Linked DNA regions of Mus musculus: region 2 is linked to region 1. The links are chromatin contacts, called in public Hi-C maps. All regions are on one chromosome and are shown on one strand. The core of a region is the stretch at or near the end of the contact, and the rest is flanking DNA. Distances in the headings are between cores, read along the strand shown. Region 1 holds the start of Inhbe (inhibin beta-E). Region 2 holds the start of Gpr182 (G protein-coupled receptor 182).

The links. A called contact is a pair of places that touch in the nucleus more often than the background predicts.
Region 2: a Hi-C map of liver shows a contact between it and region 1, with 2.4 times the contacts expected there. The contact joins the promoter of Gpr182 here to the promoter of Inhbe in region 1. A contact is called at or near these places in 2 of 39 promoter capture datasets (both in liver) and 1 of 484 Hi-C or Micro-C datasets (liver).

Annotation. Positions count from the first base shown.
Region 1 is chr10:127,350,377-127,353,291 of GRCm38.p6, reverse strand. It overlaps Inhbe (inhibin beta-E), which reads left to right and starts at 1,444. Exons shown (of 2, transcript NM_008382.3): 1 at 1,444-2,044; 2 at 2,281-2,915. The coding sequence starts at 1,747.
Region 2 is chr10:127,750,429-127,753,343 of GRCm38.p6, reverse strand. Gpr182 (G protein-coupled receptor 182) reads left to right here and starts at 1,546. Exons shown (of 2, transcript NM_007412.2): 1 at 1,546-1,744; 2 at 2,248-2,915. The coding sequence starts at 2,264.

The sequences.
Region 1 (2,915 bases), core at 195-2,694:
GCCTGGTCTACAGAGCAAGTTCCAGGACAGCCAGGGCTACACAAAGAGAGCCTATAATGGGGTTGGGGGAGGTCAGATGTTGGGAGATAACTCAGTAGATAAAGCTATTGCTTTACAAGCGCATGGACCTGCATTAGAGTCTCCAGAGCCCAGGTAGAAATGCAATCCCAGCGTTGCAGACACTGGGACTCACTGGCCAGCCAGTGTAGTCTAATTAGTGAGTTCCAGACCAGCAAGGATGTCCTGTCTCAAAGGAGGTAGGTGGATGACGTCCCTAGGGATGGCACACAGGGCTGTGCTCCAGCTTACACATGCACACACACGAGCACACACACGTGCACACAAGCACACACATGCACACACACGAGCACGCGCGTACACACACACACACATGCGCACACATTAAAAAACAAAGTCGGGGGCTGGAGAGATGGCTCAGTGGCTAAGAGCACTGGCTGCTCTTTCAGGGGACTTGAGTTCAATTCCCAGCAACCACGTTGTGGCTCACAACCATCTGTAATGGCATCCAATGCCCTCTTCTGGTGTATCTGATTGAAGACAGTGACAGTGTACTCACATATATAAAATAAATAAATCTTTCAAACAAACAAGCAAAAATAAAACAAAGCCTGGATGACCAAGACCTGAGGCGGCTTTTCCGGCTTTGTCCCCTAGGTCCCTTAAATTTCCATTTTCCAACTACATTACCAGAAGCCTGGCACCACTCCTGGGCTGCCTCAGATTTGGCCAACTCCTACAGTACCCTAAAGGCAGTAGTTACCAGGCACAGGTGCTTCAAAGGCGCTCGCCCTTCTGCCAGCTCTGCCGGACTCTGCTCTGCTGTAAGATTGCATCACCACGAGCCCACCTGGCCGGGTTTCCCCAGACATCACAGAAGATGTCCTCATCCCTGCTCTGGCCCTCCCCCAGGTGGACTCTGGGCAGCCAGCACAGGCAGGGTCAAAAGGTAATTTCTATGTCCCGTGGCACTGCCACCTAGGCCTGATCAAGAGGACTCCATTTTTTTTTTAAACCACCCTTTCTAAAACCTAACTCGGCTTGAACGCTAGAATTATTGTTCTGACATGGAAACCCCGAGAACTAACCCACTGAAACAGCCTCATAAAACGGTTTCCGTTTTCAAGCTCGGAAGTCAGTCAGGGCATACTGAGGAGCCACCGCCCATCCCCACCTGGCTCCTATGGACTCCCTCACCTGAATCCCAGACCTTGGGAACTGACCGTGTGAAATCATCCTCTTTCTTGCATCATGCATGTCCACGTTGCACCTCCATACCCCTACCTCAAGCCACCACACCCAGATGGTGAAACTCGAGTCCCGGGGGAGCCCTCCACCCCCTGCAGGGGCCTGATGGGCAGCGCAGCTGGCCAATCCTAAGGTTCAGAGGGTAGGTCTGCTGGTTGACCGCTAGGTGAGGGATCCCAAGCAACTGGCTCTAAAGAGGCCCTGCCAGTAGTTAGTCATGAACTGTGAGGGTCACACATAGCTACCCCACCAGGCGATCTACTCTCAGTCTTCCTGAGTCCTAGGCTATTGAGGACAAGTAGCTTGGTCTGCTCTTTGTCAAGGGTAGCTGTGACACTGGTTTGCTGTTGCTGCTGCTGCTGCTGCTGCTGCTGCTGCTGCTGCTGCTGCTGCTGCTGCTTCTGTATCCTCTTTGGGAAATCAGACTCATAAAACTGCCACCCATTCGAGGTTCTCAAAGCAGAGCCATCTACCTGGAGCATGAAGCTTCCAAAAGCCCAGCTCTGGCTAATACTGCTGTGGGCATTGGTGTGGGTGCAGAGTACAAGATCTGCGTGCCCGTCCTGTGGGGGCCCAACACTGGCACCCCAAGGAGAACGCGCTCTGGTCCTGGAGCTAGCCAAGCAGCAAATCCTGGAGGGACTGCACCTAACCAGCCGTCCCAGAATAACTCGGCCTCTGCCCCAGGCAGCACTGACCAGAGCCCTCCGGAGACTGCAGCCCAAGAGCATGGTCCCTGGCAACCGAGAGAAAGTCATCAGCTTTGCTACCATCATAGGTGGGTGAGGGGAGAGAGACCGGGGACAGGAGACACAAGGAGAGGCCTGCAGGGGAGGCAGGAGGCGTGGGGTGTGGCAAGAGAAAGAGCTGGGGACACAGGCCGTCCAGGCCCTTTGCAGAGGTCTGTATGAGAGATGAGGGATGGTTGGGTAGGGTGGCCGAGTGTCAGAGAGAAGCTTTGTTCATGTTTTAATTTGCTTTTTTGTTTGTTTGTTTTTGTTTTTGTCTGAGCAGACAAATCCACTTCAACCTACCGCTCCATGCTCACCTTCCAGCTGTCCCCTCTTTGGTCCCACCACCTGTACCATGCCCGCCTCTGGCTGCATGTGCCTCCCTCTTTTCCGGGCACTCTGTACCTGAGGATCTTCCGTTGCGGCACCACTAGGTGCCGAGGATTCCGCACCTTCCTAGCTGAGCACCAAACCACTTCCTCTGGCTGGCACGCCCTGACTCTGCCCTCTAGCGGCTTGCGGAGTGAGGACTCTGGCGTCGTGAAACTCCAACTGGAATTTAGACCCCTGGACCTTAACAGCACCGCTGCGGGACTGCCACGGCTGCTCTTGGACACAGCGGGACAGCAACGTCCCTTCTTGGAACTTAAGATCCGAGCTAATGAACCTGGAGCAGGTCGGGCCAGGAGGAGGACTCCCACCTGTGAGCCTGAGACCCCCTTATGTTGTAGGCGAGACCACTATGTAGACTTCCAGGAGCTGGGGTGGCGGGATTGGATCCTGCAGCCGGAGGGATACCAGCTGAATTACTGCAGTGGGCAGTGCCCGCCCCACCTGGCTGGCAGTCCTGGCATTGCTGCCTCCTTCCATTCTGCCGTCTTTAGCCTCCTCAAAGCCAACAACCCTTGGCCTGCGGGT
Region 2 (2,915 bases), core at 297-2,796, 400 kb before region 1:
AGGGAGTGGGAAAATGAGGGAAAGAAGAAGACCCAAAAAATGTCTTGACTTTCTTTTGCTGACATCATGACCACAAGCAACTTAGGGAGGAAAAGGTTTCTTTGGCTTATGTTTCTCTAGTTCATCACTGAAGGAAGTCAGGACAGGAACTCAAACAGGGCTGGAACCTGGAGGCAGGAGCTGGTGCAGAGCAGAGGCTATGGAGGGGCGCTGCTTCCTGGCTTGTTCATCAGGACTTGCTCAGCCTGCTTTCTTATAGAACTCAGGACCACCAGCCTGGGGATGGCACCACCCACCCACCATGGGCTGAGTCCTTCCCCACTGGTCACTAATTCAGAAAATGTCTTAGAACCAGATCTTATGGAGGCATTTTCTCTGTTGAGGCTAGTTTGCGTCAGCTAGCCTGCACAACATGTGCTGAAATGCCATTGAGCTGTTCAGAGAATTTGGGGGCTGGAGAGATGGCTAAGCATCTAGGAACATTTGCTGCTCTTTCAGAGGACCTGAATTTGGTTTCCAATACCCGTATGGAGTGACTCACAACTGCCTGTAACTCTGGCTCCAGGGATCTAACACCCTCTTCTGGACTCTTAGCATACACAAGGCATACACAACACACACTTACACATTCATACACACACAAAAAACAAACAAACAAGCAAACAAACAAATAGGAAATCTTTAAAATGGCTAATATTGTTATGAGGATCTCAGTCATATCTTTAATCCCTTGCAGTTGGCACACCCTTGTCTGTACATCCTACCAAATGCAGATTCAGGTCCAGACGGTCAGCCGTGTGCCATGTGCCTGGTGTAAAACAGCCGAACTCTGGGCCCCAACATGTTGAGAAGCTCCCCACATCAGCAGACCTTTGATTCCAAAATGGAAGTTCTGGGGGTGGGGGTGGGGCAGGGGGTTGTAACCATGAAAGGGGACACATTGAAGCCCGGAGTGACTGCAGTGTGGTTTTGTCCTTGTCACTGCAGACACACACGGGAGAGAGACTCTAAGCCATCAAGAGAAATGAAAGCATGCATTTCTGTATTCATATAAGAAATTGGCCCCGGGGGCTGGAGAGACAGTTAAGAGCACTTGTTGCTCTTGCGGAGGACCTGGGTTTGGTTCCCAGCTCCCACGTGATGGCTCACAACCATCCACAGCTACAGTTGCAAGAGATCAGACTTCCTCTGACTTCCTCGGTGACCAGGCACAAATGTGTTACTTGTATGTACATGTGGGCAAAATAAACTCACACACATAAAATAAACTTTAAAAAAATAAAAACAAAGAAAAAAGAAATTTGCCATGAGATCTTGTTTTATTTGTTGTTGTTGTTGTTGTTGTTGGGTTTTTTGGTTTTTTGTTTGTTTTGTTTTTGTTTTTTTGGTTGCCCCATTTTGCAGAGGTGAGAAGAACCGAGACTTAAGGAGGCTAATCTGTACGGCTACTGAGTCTGGGTTTCAATGCTCGCAGCTTGGCCATCTCCCCACTCCCACCCCTGACACATACACACACTGTCAGTCTCTCGGATGTCCGTCCCCTTTGACTGGATTGGGAGGATACAGGAAAAACCCCAGCCCTCTCCCACAGAGCCTCAGCAAGTGACAGCTACTTCCTGCAGGCAAGCAGAGCTGCCTGGAGCCAGCAGCAGCGCCTGCTCCGCAAAGCTGCCTCTGCAGCCTCCTGGCACTAACAGCCCCATCCACAGGCTCCCCGGGACAGGTGCTCCCAAGAGAAATCCAGGTGAGTGCTGAACTCTCCCTGGGAAGATGACAGTCAGGGACTGGAGACAAATGGCTTTCCCATGGGATCCAAAGATTTTCCCAGGGGCAGCTCAGAGGTGTGAGGGGTGGGTGGGTGTCTGTCTGTGTGTCTGTGTATCCCAAACCTATGACCAAATAGCAAGGCAGAACAGGAACCCCTAATGGAGATTGCACTAAATTAGTAAAATCTCAAGAGGGAATCAGAATTAGAGACCACTGGGGATGCTAGTAAGCTGGAATTGCTGGGAAGAAACCTTGTTGGGTACAAGTAACACCAATTTTCCTACAAAATGTCTGTTCTTGGGTCAAACTAACGCAGACATAATCTGAGTCCTAAACATGCTTTTCTCACCTTCCCTCAGCCAGAGAGTTCCCCCAGGCCCCTGAGGCCTTTTAGTTGGAGGTATGGGGGCAGACAGAGGCTGCCTTCTCAGGGACTCTCTCTCTCTTTCTTCTTTTCCAACCCTCTCTTCTGTCCAACAGACCCAAGTTGGCCCTCATGTCAGTCATACCCAGCCCCAGGCCCGTCTCCACCTTGGAACCGGACAATGATTTTAGAGACATCCACAACTGGACAGAGCTGCTCCACCTCTTCAACCAGACCTTTACCGATTGCCACATAGAATTCAACGAGAACACCAAACACGTGGTCCTCTTCGTCTTCTACCTGGCCATCTTCGTGGTAGGCTTAGTAGAGAACGTCCTGGTGATATGTGTCAACTGCCGCCGTTCAGGCCGGGTGGGGATGCTGAACCTGTACATCCTCAACATGGCCATCGCAGACCTGGGCATCATCCTGTCTCTGCCTGTTTGGATGCTGGAGGTCATGCTGGAGTACACTTGGCTCTGGGGCAGCTTCTCCTGTCGCTTCATTCATTATTTCTACCTTGTCAACATGTACAGCAGCATCTTCTTCCTGACGTGCCTCAGCATTGACCGCTACGTCACCCTCACCAACACCTCTCCCTCCTGGCAGCGCCACCAGCACCGAATACGGAGGGCCGTGTGCGCAGGCGTCTGGGTCCTCTCCGCCATTATCCCACTGCCGGAGGTGGTGCACATCCAGCTGTTGGATGGCTCCGAGCCCATGTGCCTCTTCCTAGCACCTTTTGAAACGTACAGCGCCTGGGCCCTGGCAGTGGCCCTGTCGG